Regions from separate parts of the Bos taurus genome. Here region 1 is linked to region 2. Evidence: chromatin contacts called from public Hi-C data. All regions are on one chromosome and are shown on one strand. The core of a region is the stretch at or near the end of the contact, and the rest is flanking DNA. Distances in the headings are between cores, read along the strand shown. Region 1 overlaps CA3 (carbonic anhydrase 3). Region 2 has its middle 54 kb from the start of TRNAS-GGA.

Region 1 (2,909 bases), core at 77-2,576, 340 kb after region 2:
TCCAGGAGAGAAAGGGGAACACTAGGACCCAAATATTTAGTGCCTCTGCAAGTGTGTAAGAGTGTGTGTGTGTGTGTGTGTGTGTTGGGCAGGGAAACACCACTCAACTTCTCTCTCAAACATTTCATTAAAAATGTAATTATCTGACAGGTTGACTATGAGGGTTAAATAAGCTTATGTATGTGAAACTGCTCTAAAACCAACAAACCACAAAAATATACAAACACAACAGCATTTGCTTTTATAGGTCTGCCTAGCATATTCATTCTGAGAAGGCAATGGCACCCCACTCCAGTACTCTTGCCTGGAAAATCCCATGGATGGAGGAGCCTGGAAGGCTGCAGTCCATGGGATCCCTGAGGGTCAGACATGACTGAGCAACTTCACTTTCACTTTTCACTTTCATGCATTGGAGAAGGAAATGGCAACCCACTCCAGTGTTCTTGCCTGGAGAATCCCAGGGACGGGGCATCCTGGTGGGCTGCCGTCTATGGGGTCGCACAGAGTCGGACACGACTGACGTGACTTAGCAGCAGCAGCATATTCATTGAACAATTTACTAACAGATTTTAGGTGAAAGAAGCACACTTGAAAAATGTAAAAAGAAAAAAATCGATATAACCTGACTTTATGTTCTACGAGGGAAAATGATATTTTTTACCTTCGTCTTAATTTTGTCCAGTGCATCAAGGAGAAGCTGGAACTCGCCTTTCTCACGTCCTATCTGTAAAAAAATAAAAAAGGGAGAGAGAAAGAGAAAGAAAACTAACGATTATAATTTTCTCTTCTCCATAATTTAGGATTGTCTTAAAAGCTGATTTTAATCCATCCATCTACAACCAGTGTTTATAAATCTGCCAGAATATATTGCATGAAGCAAAAACATAAGTTCATCCCTCCCCCGAAATTTTAGGGTAGGTATTTTCTGAACTAAACTTGGACTCTGGGTCTCTGAAATACAAAACCACAAAATTACATGTTGATTTACATCTATGTCCTTGACCTTCTCTGTGAAGTCATTCTGCTTTTCTTTTTAATATAATTGCAGCTAAGAGGACTCAATGTACCTAAAACTAAACCTATTGTCTTTCTGCTCAGACCCACTCCACTTCCTGTAGTGTTGTGCTCAAGCGCTGAAAAGGACCCAGTGAATTCAGAACATAAAACAAATTAGGTCATTCAAAAAGAAAGAAGCCAGATTTTCACCTCTGGCTTAAAATCTAGATCATGTTACCACTAAACTCATGTGTTAATGACACTAAGTCCTCTCTAAACCAAGGCTGGCTCAACAACACACACATTCCATGTGCTATCTTAGCCTGGGATCATGTGAGTGGTGGCCACCCTAAGCTGAGAGGATGTTCAGCCAGGGACTTGGCATCACAGTGATTTCCAACACTGGCTTTTCTGGTTTCCACTGCAATTGACGTGGAGGAGCCAGAAAAGGTAATGAATAAGGCGGCCCTTGCCTTCACTGCCGCTGAAATAAGCTCCTTCAAAGGCTCCGTCCCCACTGCCCCAACACACACACAAACACACCCCGCACCTTGAGAAAATTTAGAAGGCTAGGGCGACCGAAGTATAGCTAAAGGTGCTCTTTTAAGGGAGAACAAAACCTTTTGAGCTGATCTTACCAGAAATATCTTGATTAGCTGAATGAATCTTGAACTTCATTCCTCTCTCCCATATAAATAAAATGACGTGAAACCTAAGCATTGATAAGGAACTAAACTTTGAAAACAACATGCACTCAATTTTTACCTTACCTTCAGAAAAACCCCAACCACAGCTATACCATCGGCATGCTTCAGAGCAGTTGCATAACTGTTATACTTTGAATTCCAGTGAACCAAATGGAGCTGAAACCATAGAACAGACGTTAGGAGGTACATGCCTAAAATAAGGAAATAAGTGTGAAATTATTCACAATAAACCCAACAACTTTACAGTCTAAGATTGCTGAACACTCTCATAGAAGTTGACAGAATTCTAAATGTTAACATGAGATATTTTGGCAAGACTTTTGATGGCTCAAATAAAAAGTTATGACAGGTAGAATTGGCGAAAACCAAACTGTCACTAAATCAATTCATAATACTATGTTAGCTTTGTATATTAGTCCTTTTTCTGACCAAAACAGTGAAATACAGAGCTCTAAACAGGAATCTGCTAACACACTGAAGTCACAATTAACTGGGAAGTAGGAGAGGAAAGATAAGGGGACAAATTCTTGGATGTTTTTCACGCCTCTCTCAGTAACAAACGCTCTAGAACCAGTTGGTAACCTTATCTTAATAAGGTTAAGGTGCTTACATATGCACTAGTTAAATTGGTCAAATTTCCACATTGAATTACACAGAATGGCAAGAGAATACCATAGTTCATGGCAGTTTAAAAATACTGTCTTCAAGAACAAAACTGTGTGATAATCCCGCATATCAAGACCAAACTGCAAGGCTTGGCCCTATTGAGAAGGAATATACTAAATTTTCCCCCTTTTGTGGGGAAAGACGTCTGAAAGGCATTCTCAATTAATTTATCCTGTCACTGGCTGTCTAGATGGCCTGCAGAGAAACAGAATGGTCACGGGGAAGTACTCTGGGTCTCTCACAGTTCAGCTGAGCTGTTTTGTTGAGTTGAGTTAAGCTGCCTTACGATTCTGCCCAAGAGCACGTCCGCAAATGGCTCCAAGGTTCCTGGCTCCTGTGTTGACCAGAGCCTGCCTCTGGAAGAGCCTGGCAGTACAAATGGAATTATCCACCTCCAGGGCATGCGTTGCCCCTTATAGGCTTGGCTTTATACAGAGAGCATGCGGGAGGCTTGTCTTATTTCCGTGTAATATGATGCCTTGATCTGAGCTACAATCATGCGCTTCCTTTAATGGGTTCTCAGGAACAGAGTATATAGTA
Region 2 (3,251 bases), core at 429-2,928:
AGGTCATTCAGGTAACTGAAAGCAGAACCAGAAATCTGATCCCAGCTAGTCTGATCCTTATTCATTCAGAACACTTAATCCCTGACCCACTCTTGTTCTGGCAAGAGTGTGAATGAGCAGTGATTACATGCTGATCTAAAACACAATAGCAATTGTCTCCAATGAATTTACATGTAAAATTCAGAAACACCCCTTTCCTTTTACTGCGGATAATCCTCTAGATAAACACAACTCAAAGTTTATTAAAATAATTTCAAACTGTTTAATTATAATAAGAAATGGTATATCTCATTAAGTATTATTCAATGATGAAGGACTGTTTTGTCGATTGTTCTCTCTGAAAGGCTTTCGTTTTATTTTTCTGTGTGGACTTATCCCATATGTTACCACTAGATGGTGCATGGGTTATGCAAACACCTCAAATCTCTTAGGAGAAATTAGCCCTTAACAAAAAGAAAAAAAAAAAATCAGCAGTTAGATGTCGAATTTGGATTAAGTTGAAGATAGCAATACCCTACCTAATGGCTTTCTACAGTGGGACCCTGGGTCTCTAGTTCCATCCTTTTTCCTTTCAGAATAGACATTAGCATCTATTTCATGTGAGATAAAGAAGATTTGAATAACAGTCAAATGCTCTCGGAGAGTTTTTCTCAGAAAACTAATGCCCATAATTGCAGCCAGGGTTGGCATTTTGAAAAAGAAGAACAAATTCCAAGACACCAAACAGCGGCTTCCTCTAATTTTATGTGTTCTGGAACCTAGTAAAATCTGCAGTTATTTCCTCCTAATTTTCTTCAATTAGTCTATAATAAAAATGGTCATGAATAGCCAGTTACCACTTTTTAGCAATCATCTGTGATCAACAAAAATTCTGATAATCTACAATTCAGGGTAGTTTAATGAGTAAGACTGAAAATTCTTGGAAAGCTCATGAGAAGGATTTTGAAAACTCACAAGAAGTCACTTATTTATTACTTTTTTAAAAATATTCCTCTACCAAGTGAAAACGTGGATCACCGCTTCCCTTTGCAGACAGCTCTATGACATTAAAGACGAGAACGGCGTGGGTGCTTAAACCCACCAACACGTGCACACAGATCCCCTCTGCTGTCTGTTTTTAACATAGAGTTCTGTTCTGTTTCCATAGTTAAGGATACATTATATTTGCTGAAGGAATAAGGCGAACAAAACCTCATTTTTCACCACATCAGGTGTGGTGGTGGTTGGAATGAGGTTTTAGTCACTCAGTCATGCCCGCCTGTTTGTGACCCCATGGACTGTAGCCTGTAACCCACCCGGCTCCTCTGTTCCTGCCATAATTCCTTCAGTTTTTCACAAGGCCTGCAGACTCATGAGGGAAATGACGGTGATGGGATAAGAGGTATTAGCGTACACTTAATGCGGAGATGGTTCCTCTAAGTTTTTCCCTCACGTAAATATATTTGATCAGCTCTTAGCGGGTAAATTTTAAAAATACCCAGTTGTCATTTTTTACTCCGGACAAGGTCCAGGCTTTGGGCTTACAAACATAATTGGAAATGAGCCAGTCCCCAACACCTGATGAAATACGGTGCACACACCATTCTTGCCATCACGATGCTTATTTCACACTTAGATGAAGCCTGTTGACCCAACTGCTCCCCCTTTGGTGGAATTCAGTCGTAGCAGGGCCAGAGCGCTTGGTTTGCTCAGATCTTCACTTGGACTGCTATTCTCAGTCCTGAGTTGGAAGGGGACGCCGGTGCCGTGTGAGTGAAAAACGGCATGATCGCTGTGAGCAGGGCGTTTGCTTTCTCTCTGTGAGCTCAGTTGCTTCAGTCAGGTCTGACTCTTTGCGACCCTATGGACAATAGCCCTCTGCTCCTCTGTCCATGGGATTCTCCGGGCAAGAATACTGGAGTGGTGGCCATTCCCTCCTCCAGAGGATCTTCCCGACCCAGGGATGGAACCCGAGTCACCTGGACTGCAGTTGGATTCTTTACCTCTGAGCCACCAGGGAAGCCCTTTTCTTCCTCTATTGGGGTATTGAAGTGTAAGTTCCTCTCTAAGGATGCATCAATCTTTTTTTTTAATAATCTGTGAAAGCAAATTTGGCTTCATGTTAATTGCATTCACTGTGCTGAATTTTAGCAGCAATTGCTTTAAGTTACTTTTAAATTTTAAAGCATTCATCACTTTATTGAATGTTGGTCATTTGTCCTTATGATTATCAGGCAGCTGCCAAGGGTATCCAGGCACTCAGCGGGCATCTGGGGTGCCTTAAAAACCAGCTTTCTAAGAATACACACTAGGAGAGAACTATGAAACGTGGTGGATGGGGAGAAAAGGGATAGGAGATCAAAAGGCATCTGTGTTTCTTCTCTCTGAAGACTTCTGACGTCCACGTCATCTTCATTCTGCACTCAGTGTCTCTGAAGATCTGCTAGAGCCACCCCTATCTTTAGTCATCAGTCTCACCTCAGCCCGCTTGTAAATGGGTCAGGATGTGCTCCAGGCCCAGGCGATGCTGGGTGATCTGTTTGGTACAGAGCGTAGAAAGGATTCAGTACACGTTTTCAGGATGTACTACTGAATGCATAAATGGTTACTCATTTACCCGAAAAGAATTTTACTCCTATAACCAATCCTTAATTGGAAATATAAAGAACATTTGATTACAGTATCATCGGTCACTTTATATCAGAATATGATGCTTCATTTTCAACAAAAGTGAAAATAATAAGGTTCTGTGTGTCTCTTTAAAACTTGGATATAATTAATCATACAGGAAAAACAAAAGTGAATGTATGGTTTCAGAGTTGGGAGTAGTTTGGCATCAGATCCCTGTGTTGTAGATGGAAGATCAGAAAAAAAGAGATTCCAAATGCCGTGTATCTCAAATCTTCAAAGGACTAAGATTAACCTTAAAATGAAAACTAGTGTTTCAAGAGCCTGTCATCCAGCGTAATCTGCTTGTGTTGGAAATGACCTCTTTTTCATGGAAAAGCATGTGCTGGATTCCATGACCTGAGGGAAATGGCAGGATTTTCTTTTACTTAGAGTCTCTCCAGTTCCAGGGGGTCTTCCCAACCTAGGGATTGAACCCGCATCCGCAGGCGGGTTCTTTACCACTGAGCCATCTGGGACGTCGCTACTAACAGTCTCTTTTGGAACCACATGCTGTGACGTAAGTGGCCATTCACCAAGTGGCCACTTAGGGCCTCCAAAGTGCAAAGGACTGGGCTCTGCCGTGCTGGTAATCAGCCAGGTGA

What was found. A called contact is a pair of places that touch in the nucleus more often than the background predicts.
Region 1: a Hi-C map of skeletal muscle shows a contact between it and region 2, with 6 times the contacts expected there. A contact is called at or near these places in 4 of 11 Hi-C or Micro-C datasets (8-cell embryo, liver, skeletal muscle and 1 more).

The regions. Positions count from the first base shown.
Region 1 is chr14:77,032,070-77,034,978 of ARS-UCD2.0, forward strand. It overlaps CA3 (carbonic anhydrase 3), which reads right to left. Exons shown (of 7, transcript NM_001034437.1): 4 at 1,767-1,859; 5 at 662-724. Among named protein-coding and RNA genes, the nearest start is that of CA3, 5.4 kb to the right of the region's middle.
Region 2 is chr14:76,687,028-76,690,278 of ARS-UCD2.0, forward strand. No RefSeq gene overlaps it. Among named protein-coding and RNA genes, the nearest start is that of TRNAS-GGA, 54 kb to the right of the region's middle.